Linked DNA regions of Mus musculus: region 2 is linked to region 1. A link is a contact called in public promoter capture Hi-C data. All regions are on one chromosome and are shown on one strand. The core of a region is the stretch at or near the end of the contact, and the rest is flanking DNA. Distances in the headings are between cores, read along the strand shown. Region 1 holds the start of Ccng2 (cyclin G2). Region 2 holds the start of Hnrnpdl (heterogeneous nuclear ribonucleoprotein D-like).

Region 1 (4,663 bases), core at 1,852-4,351:
GGTCTTTGATATGGGGATGTCCTAGTAGTCAATTGAAAGTCAGGGTTGTCTTCTTTACTTGTGAAAATGGAGCCTCACTGGAGGGCAATCTTGGTGAAGGAATGTTAGCAAAGACGTTCACAGCAACCCTTAGCTTCAGTTATGGAACAAATCTTTCTTTCAGTTTCTAACAAGCCTGGTTACTACACTACTATTTCCCCATCATATTGGAGGCAGCACTCCTTTAGACGAATTCTACTTTCTCTAACTTAGTATGTCCTGAGCAAGTTTATTAGTACATCCTTCACTGGGTCAGTTTTCCTAACCAAGTTCCTCTTGCTCACTGCCACGCCCCTATCACTGTGCTGAAGAAGACCCACCCAGTATCACATAATAAAGGGAATTCCCTCTATCTTTTTTGAGTGCTGAAAGAGTTTTGATTCCCTTATTTTATATGGGTGATTGTCTAGGAACGTGGTCTTCAAGAATTGCTCAGAAAAGCCCAAGATGAGCTTAATGGATTCAGCACAGGAAGAATGTCTTGTTTTAATAAACAGCACCTACAGGTCTGGTGCAGCTAGCTGAGGAGATAAGGACAAGGCCAGTCTGCAGAAAGACTTCAGGGAGAGGGAGGGGGAGGGGGAGGGAGAGAGAAAAGAGAGAAGAGAGAAGAAGAGAGAAGAAGAGAAGAGAGAAGAAGAGAGAAGAGAGGGAGAGCAAAGAGAGAAAATCGGAGCAATCTCACTTCCTGGAAAATCATTAAAAGTTTGCAGTGGGGAGAGGATGTAATTTGGGGCTAGTATTTTAAAGGGCTGCTGTCTTTCCATATTAAAGTGTTAAATGGATGGAAGTGGAAAGTCAGCGAATTCACCAGTATAAAGCATCCCACTTTGCAGGACTATTCACATCGTGTAAAAATCAGCGTATGTTTTGTATAACTTCATACCCTCTAGAGGGCTAAGAAAAGGATGGTTTCTTCAAGCTTTCTTTTTTCTTTCTCTTCTCCCCCTTCTGACAAGGTCTCACTCTGTAGCCTAGGCTATCCTTGTACTCACCGCAATGCCCCTGCCTTAGCCTTCCAAGTGCAGGGTTTGCAGCCGTCACACTTGGCTGGCTCTCTTCCTTTCTGTCTCATACAGTATGTTATTTATAAAATCTCCTGCCACATTCTTTTACACTTCCTCTTTCACATCACTTATTTTATAGCCCTGGCTCCTTTTCTACCTTTGGCCATTGGAACACAAAGCTCTCCCCAGTCTTCTTGTTCGGCTCCTAAACTTCTCTCATCAGTTGTTTCTTTCTCACCACTGACCCTGTTAGCTGGGCTTTTCCCCTGTTGCAAGATATGTCTGAACTTTAATCATAGCTCCATTCTCTCATCGAGTCGCCAATTGCTGTGCGAGTTTACAAGCATGGACTTTCATCCAGATGTACGTCACTAACGTAATAATTTAAATAATGCTTAAAAGATCAACCACACCTCGAATAAAATTATATAACCTGTAAATCATTTAAGTGGTATGCTAATATTTTATGTTCTAAAACCAAGAAGGCCACACCCCTCTGAAACTGGAATGCTAGCTAGCCCTTTGGTGTTCTCTTCCTCTGCTGCTCTGTGCTCCAAACAGATGTCTGAGTCTCTTTCCAGCTAATACACAAAGCCATCTATTTGAGTAACTCTTCAGCTGTTAAAGCGGTACTAGGTGCCCTCTAGTAGTTTATAAGCTCCAAAGTGACTCACAGAAAACACACCCAAGAGTAAAAAATTCATTTCGGAGAGGCTAGCTGTTTAGAATTCATGAAGGCTCTAAGTTACCGATTTGCATGTTTGTTAGGAGGCAGAGATCTGAGGGAATAGAAAGTAAAACAAACAAACAAAACCAAAACAATCTAGGGAATTTTCCTGCCTCCCGACAGATACTCCACTCCGTGTGAAAGTTAGCCCTGCCTAAGGCATCTAGTTGGTTTGGTTTTTGCTCTGCCTTAGGAGAGGTGTCAGCTTAATAACAACGTTAATTATAATAGACAATAAATGATAATTTATGGGCGATCAAGAACCAAGAGGCTGTGGGAGCCTTCATTAAAACCAAAAGCAAACAGTACAACCATAACCTCTAGAAGCACACTTATTAGATATCTATATACCCTCATCAATCTGCAGTTTTTATTGAAAGGTCCCTCCTTTGAACTTTTTATTATGGAAAAAAAATTTCAAGGCACACAAATGCACTCACAATTCTGTAATGCAGTCTCTACTACCCACCGCCCAACTTCAACAAGTCAGCTGTGTAACCAACTAGTTGAATTTAGCTTTTTTTCTTTCCTGAGTCAGATCGATTAAAAAAAAATTATCTCGGTAAGCATCTTGGAATGTTAAGAGCTTGACTGTTTATTGCAAAATACACCGGTGGTACAACTAAGAAGTTCAGGACGCCCTTCTGCACTCCTGGAAACGCTGTTACAGAGTTATGTGACCTCGGATTTTCGGGGTGTGACCAGAGGCGACAGCCTCGGGCCTCGCCTAGACTGAGCTAGAGTTCCTAGGCAGCTGTGGACCCCGGCACGTAACCGAGCACCACAAATGCCACCCACCCAAGCATGCGCAATCCAGACCCCAGAGTTGCTAAGGCCCCGGAAGAAGATAAGAGAGTCGGGATATATTGAGAGCCAATCAGAGGACGCAACAGCCAGTCGGCCAGCCAATCCAGATTCGAGATTAAATCAAGTCCTCAGCAGTCGGCTTGCCCCACCCTTGTCCAATCAGGGAGCCCGCTACTTTGGGCGGACTTTTCAAAACAGCGAAAACAAAACAAATCGGGGGACCTTTAAAAGGTGTGAGGCGTCCAGAAACTGTCTCCTTCCGCTCTCCGATCGGCTCGCTCATCTTTGCTCCCTTCCGGTTCCATTCTGAAATGAGGCTGGAATCCAGATTCCACTCCCTACCATAGATCCTGGCTCCGCAAGGCCAAGAGGAACAGAAGGGGCCAAGAGAGGCTGGGAACTGAGGCTCGGAGCAGGGACTCTTTTTCTCAGATCCACTGGGCGAGCGAGCGAGGATCCCTCCGCGCGCAGTCACGCGCCCCGCCCCTTGGGGGCGTCGCAGACTCAAAACAAAAACAAGGGGTTTGCTCAGCTCCGGAGGCTGCGGCGGAGCCGGGAGGAGGTGGCGGTGCAGGGCGGGCGCTGAGCCCCGCTGAGGAGCAAGATGCAGCCGGGGCTGTGAGGCCGGGCGGCGGCGGGGAGGTCGGATGCGGGTCTCGGGGTGCCGCTGAGGAGGCTGGTCCCTGAGCTCGGAGACGGGTCCGGACGCCCCCGCCGCGCCGGTCCGTGACGCCGGGGCCGACACGGTGAGTGGGCCTCCCGGGTGGCTCTGGGTTTGGTGGCTCCGGGTCTGGATCGCGGTTTGCTTTGATGGTGGAGTCCCCCAGCCGCAGCTGAGGGACTGACAGGGGCTCCAGGGTGTTCTGAGGCTATACGGTGGGTTGACAGCCCCGGGGCTTCGCACCGTTACTGAGCCCAAGTATTAGGCTACTGCTCGCTGCGGGCGTACTGGACTCCCCACTGTCTCCCCAGCATCCCCCAAGCTACTGGGCCGCCCTGTCTCGAGTTGCGGGGCTCGTCAAAGCTGCAGAAGCTGCGGGGGTAGCTTGGAGGTGGGCTCCGCGACGGGCTCCCGGGGCGGGGCTCCGAAGCCGCCTCCTTCCAGTTCTTTGTTCAGTCTCGAGACTCCCCCTCCCTTCTCTCCTATTGTGCAACGCCCCGCCCCAGAACCCGCTTCGGTGGCTTCAGTCTTCCGGTCCCCCGCTTTCCTCTAGGGCCTAGAGTCTAGTTAGAAGTCCCTGCTGTGCTGTCCAGGTGATGCGGACAGTAGGGGACATTACGCTTCTTGGACACTTTTCCTGTACGTCAAACGCTGTCGGCCACAGAGCTGATCAGAACTAGCCCTGGCCAGCGGAGGTGACCGAGATACTGCCCCCCCATGCCACGCCTCCATGTCTTTAGGGGAGGATTCCCCTGAGGCTGGCGGACGTGACCGATCCCCCCCTCACCCGGTTCTGGCTTGCGTGATCTGGGGCGCCCCTAGCTGGAGGGATCGCGGCCAGCTCCTTCTGCTCTCACACCCTACGTATCCGGATTATATTCTTAACCGGCCGCGGTGTATTTGCTGCAGATGAAGGATTTGGGGGCCAAGCACTTGGCAGGTGGCGAAGGGGTTCAGCTTTTCGGATTGTTGAACTTCTACCTGGAACAAGAACAGAGATACCAACCTCGGGAAAAAGGGCTGATCTTGATGGAGGCTACCCCGGAGGTAAATTTGAGAATTGATAGGACTTGGGGGAAGGTGGGAAGGTAACTTTTTGGTTTTCCTCGTACCAAATCAGTACCAAAGGCTAAAAAGTTAAATCCAAAATTGGCCTCACCGTACTAAGAAAAAACGTGAAACGTGAAAGGGTTCTGCTTTTGTTTTTAGTGAATGTGGAAGTTATACCAAGTGTACTGTAGAGGCGTTTCTTCTGGTGGTGGGAAATTCCTAGAGAATATTTCTAATAGGATCTTAGATTGTGTCAGAAAAACCTCATCAAGGAACCCACATTCTGCTGTAACTACCTTGGGTGGGGCAACACTTCACGTTATATTGAGTTGGCTAAAGTTCTGTATTGGATAAATTTTAAAAGTAGTGATT
Region 2 (4,928 bases), core at 112-2,611, 6.8 Mb after region 1:
TGATCTTCCCGTGACTGGGTCTGTTTTAATTGTGCAGTCTACCACTTCCCCAAATCGAGACAAATATTCAGTCAGATCTTTCTTGCTTGTATCCCAGCTCAAGCCTCCAATAAACATTTTACTAGAAATAAAGTTATTTAAGAAAAATAAGCTTAACAGTAACTTAGTGATTAAATACAGGGCAACTTACTCTCCAGACGCAATCTGTTTTGACTACAAACACTAACATTAGACCACAAAAATCTTAACCACTTGTTCAAGCCAGCTGGCACGTTGCTTTGTACCACGCGAACTCAAAACTTAGAAAAAAAAAAAAAGCCATTAGAATCTGGTAGATGTCCTGCCCTGCTTGCTTTGGATTGCAGAGCACAACTTTTACACCGATTCCCCCGCAACTTACGTAGACTCTTGCCCACAGCCTTAAAGCCAACTTTGCTACCTAGGAAACTTTTAGTGCCAGTCGTCTACTGGTGCCCCAACCAAAAGTTTCCCAAACCTAACCCAGGAAAATTCGCGAGCGGCCAACACACACAATGAAGAGGCGGCAGCGGCAGCAGCAGCTGCAGCAAGTGGCGCACAGAACCCGGCCCCTCCCCCCTCCCGGGCCCCACGCGGCGCCTGCGCACTCGGGACACCGACGGCGCCTCTCTCCTTCCCCAACCCCTCCTCCCTTCCCCCACCCGCGGCGGGCCTCTCGAGTCACCCCATCTTACTTTCCACTAGTGGGGAAGGCTACTGGGGTCCAGCGGGCACGCGGAGAATCGACTCGGGGAAAGACTGGGGGCAGCGCGCGCGGCTCCGGAGGGACGAAGGGCGCGCGCGGGGCTCTGGGGGAGGGGAGGAGCGGAGCGTGCGGTACCCGTCATCCTGCTGGTTCTTGCTCGCGTTGATCTTGGATCCCTCTGCGAACTCCTCTATGTTGCTGTACTCATTCATGTCCTCCATGGTGGCGGAGCCGTCGGCGAGGGGGTGCTGGCGCGCAGTCCGGGTCCCGGCGGCAGCGGCGGCGGAGCGTTGTATGGAGCTAGATTTAAAATGGCGGCGGAAGAGATCCGGCCGCCGCCTGCGCCCTCCCTTTATAGCCGCCCCGCCCGCCAATCGGGAGGGCTGCTGGGCGGTGACGTGGCGCGGGCTCCGGCGCGCCCCCTGGCGGGAGGCGCTGGAAGCGAGCGAAGGGAGGAGCGGGGCGAGCTGCCGGGGAGCCCGTGGCCGCCAATGGGAGAGGCCGCGGGAGGCTAAAGTAGCGGGAGCGGAGGGGAACAATGGCGGCGGCACATGGGAGAGCCGGGGCGGGACCTCCATCGCCGCGCTCCGGATGAGGAGCGAGGTCGCGCCGCGGGGAGAGTCAGCCGTGCGGGACCGGGAATCGCGAGCGGCGCCGTGGCAGGGCCACAGTCCCTCTTGCCTTGAGAGCCGTTGGCGTCGCGCGTCCAGTTCGGCTCAGTCCCTTGCTGCGCCCTCAGTCCCCTAGTGCAGAGCTGCTGCTGCTGCTGCAGCGGCGGCCACTCCGGCAAAAGGGCGGCGTGCACCCCGCGCCGCTTGCTGAAGCTGCAGCGCGCCCGTCCGCCCGCTCGCTCGCCCGCCCTCCCGGCGCACGCGTGTTTTGTCCTCGCGCCGGCTGCAACCAGCCGAGCAGAAAGCCTGTGCGCGATGACCGCCTCCGTCCTGGCGGGGACGGCTTTTCCGCCGTCGCCTCGGGGCGGTGTCGGCTCAGGGGCCGTGGCTGCAGGATCTCTCTCTGCAGCCCGGGTTCCGTGCGTTCGTTCTCCGAGGCTGGCTGAGGCCGCGGCGGAGGGCGGGGCCTGCTCGGATGACTGAAGCTGTGCCAAGGTGCACGCGGTGGGCGGGGAAGGGGTCAGGTGCCGGGGAAGACAAGGGGCACTCACGTCCCGGGCGCGCCACTCAAGGGACTCCCGTCTGCACGAGCCCCGGGCCTCCCGCGCAGGCTCCAGCAGGCTGCGGAGGGCTGGTGCCCGCGCTCGGGCTCCAGGCTCCAGGCTTGGGTGCTCGCTTCTTTGTTCCCGCCCACGCGAGGCCTATTTTGACCGACGGGTTCGCGGCTCGCCGGCGGCCAATAGGCACGCGCTCCTTGTTTCCTCCACCCCCCCCCTTTGAATCCCGGAGCCCCGCCCCTCCGGCTGCCCACGTGGTCCGGGCCTGCGCGGCTCGCCTGCTCGTCGGGTGTAGTACCCTAGGCGGCTTCCTCTGCAACTGCGGGTCCCAGCTCTGTCTCTGAGCCCCTGGTCGTTCGCTGTCGCCAGCGCCTCGGTTGTTGCTGGGCCCTCGGGAGCTCAAGACGCGCAGGCGGTGTTGCCCTCCTTAACCAAGGCCGAGCCCGTGGTAGCATCCGGCAGGGAAATGGTCGTGGTTTCCGTGCCCGCCGAAGTCACCGTAATCCTGTTAGATATCGAAGGTACCACAACCCCGATTGCTTTCGTGAAGGTGAGGGGCGGAAGGGAGCGGGGAAGTTACTTGTGCCTAAAAGCATCTGAAAGGGAAATTTTAAGTGTTGGAGATTTTGCCTGGGAGGCTCAGGAGAGGCGGTGTGGCTTTATGTCTCTGGAATGGGGAAGAGAAGCTGCGGCGGTTTGCGGGGGTGCTTTTCCTCGCGCCACCATCTTCTCCCCTGTCCTTGCTTTCGGTTAGGTGGAGAAGGATAGGAAGAAGTGGAGATGGTCTCAGCAACGGCTTGGGGAGGGGCAGGTCAGCTGGGAGGAGTTGGGGTGATTGGAGCTCCCACGGCCTGGCAGGTAGGTGTGTCGCCCGGTGGATGAGCGTCCCCCATGTGCTGAAGGTTGCGGCCCGCAGAGGTGGTGGCCTTGACTTAGTGGTCCTTGAGGTTTAGGCCTTCCCAATGCAAAGACTAAAGTGAAAGGATTTCTAGTGGCTCTGGTATCTTGGGCAATAGCAATTGATTTTCGCACCATCTCACTTGCGCTGGTTTTGAGACTATAAGAACACACCTAAAATTCCATTCATTTTTCTTAGAAAGCCATGGTATCTTGAAGCTTTTGAGTATCTGTCGGGTTAACACAGTTTCACAGGCTTAGGACTTGACTTTCTTCCATGTAGTCAATTTATGCACTGATATTTATGATAGAATAGTTGAGGGTAGTATGGAGGGGGGGGAGTTGGAAAACCCATCGTCCAGTAAACTGCAGCCTGCTTTAAGGTCTATTTTGATTGTTTACTTGTTACAATTGTCTGATTTTTCTAGATGTAGGTCATAATGTTTGTACACAACTTTAGGTCTCCAAATATAACAGCTATTTTATTTAAGACAGGCTCTTAAATAACCTCTATAATTCAGGCTGGCCTCGAACTCCCATGTGCCACAAATCCGGCAAATCAATCTATCTTTCTTTCTTTCTTTCTTTCTTTCTTTCTTTCTTTCTTTCTTTCTCTCTTTCTTCCTAAATAAGAATTATGGTGTTTTAGATACATAGCAAAGGTTCTGGAAAAGTCTAGTTGGCCATTTTGCCAAGATTTTAATTACAGTAGAGACCAGTGGAAAAATTCAAGACTGCCTAAATGCTGATAATTGTGTCCACTTTGTTGTTCTTGTTACATAATTAACTGCTTTGTGTGTGGTGATGGGGGGAGGTGATTGTAGGTCACCAGCTCTATTCTCTCTCTGTCTGCTGTCCGCAGGGCACGGGACCTAAATGACAGCCGCGGTCAGGATATGGCCTTAAATATGTACCATTTTTGGAAAGTTGATTTGTTAAATAAGATAAGCTCATATAAGTCAGCATGGAAACTGTAATGTCTCTTCCCTCAGATGCCTGTGAGCCACTTCTTTTTTTTGTTGTTTTGTTTTGTTTTTCGAGACAGGGTTTCTCTGTGTAGCCTTGGCTGTCCTGGAACTCACTCTGTAGACCAGACTCAGAAATCCGCCTGCTTCTGCCTCCTGAGTGCTGGGATTAAAGGCATGCGCCACCATGGGACCTTGTAATAAAAATGCTCTAGTGACTTAGATTGATACCAGATTATATACACATTCAAGGCTAGCTACAAAATAATGATTTGGGAATCTCCCTTAAAGGATAGCTTTTAGCAATCAAGCATGGTGCTGCCCAGGAAGCTGGGGCAGGAGGGTTGAAGTCAGCTAGGGCAACACACTTATCTCAACAATAAGTAAATACAGGACCTGGAGGTGTGGCTCAGCAGTTACTAGCACTGGGGGCTTTTCCAGAGTACCAGGTTCAATCCCCAGCACCCACATGGTGGCTTACAACAGTCTGTAACTGAAGTTCCAGGGGATCAGATGCACTGTTTCGGTTTCCATAGGCATCAGGCACGCAAGTAGTACATAGACATATATGTGCAGACAAAGTATGTATAAAATAAAAATTTAAAAATCTTGCTAAAAAGTTAAGGACTGAGCATGTGACAAGCTTTTAATCCCAGCACTAGAAGGCAGGAGCAGGTGGAGCTCTGTAAAGTTGAGGCCAGCCTGGTCTACGTAGTGAGTTCCAGGACATCTGGGGCTACAGAGACGCTGTCTCAAAAACCACAGAACATAAAGTTGAAAAGTAAGTACATATAAATGAGTTTCTTGGTCCTGTCTTAGAATGTTTTTATTTTGCTGTTACACATACACATGAATTTGTCAAAATAAAAGTATGGTCGGAAGAATGAGTTCCATTCAGAAGAATTCGAGTTCTGTGGGTGTTTGTGGGAATTGAACAGAGAGTCCATGAGACATGCTTGGGAGCTGCTGTCTGAACAAGTTTAGCTTTCCAGCCCGACTTCTCAAGGCCGCCGCTGCACGCCTGGGAACATGGACTTTGTGAGTCCTCAGGAGGGTGTCTGAAGGATCCTTGAACTCTTTGAGGAGAATGACAGAGACCCGCCCTTCTCCAGCTTTCAGCACGGAGCTGAGAGTAATACTCTGAGCATTATTATTAGTCAAGTAGGTGTGTGAA

Evidence for each region. Promoter capture Hi-C pulls out the DNA fragments that hold promoters and counts their contacts.
Region 2: a promoter capture Hi-C map of pre-B cells shows a contact between it and region 1. The contact joins the promoter of Hnrnpdl here to the promoter of Ccng2 in region 1. A contact is called at or near these places in 1 of 39 promoter capture datasets (pre-B cells) and 1 of 484 Hi-C or Micro-C datasets (CD4 T cells).

What each region holds. Positions count from the first base shown.
Region 1 is chr5:93,264,472-93,269,134 of GRCm38.p6, forward strand. It overlaps Ccng2 (cyclin G2), which reads left to right and starts at 3,102. Exons shown (of 8, transcript NM_007635.4): 1 at 3,102-3,326; 2 at 4,151-4,288. The coding sequence starts at 4,151.
Region 2 is chr5:100,037,861-100,042,788 of GRCm38.p6, forward strand. It overlaps Hnrnpdl (heterogeneous nuclear ribonucleoprotein D-like), which reads right to left and starts at 1,362. Exons shown (of 8, transcript NM_016690.4): 1 at 860-1,362; 2 at 1-121. The coding sequence starts at 1,302. It overlaps Enoph1 (enolase-phosphatase 1), which reads left to right and starts at 2,134. Exons shown (of 6, transcript NM_026421.3): 1 at 2,134-2,442. The coding sequence starts at 2,359.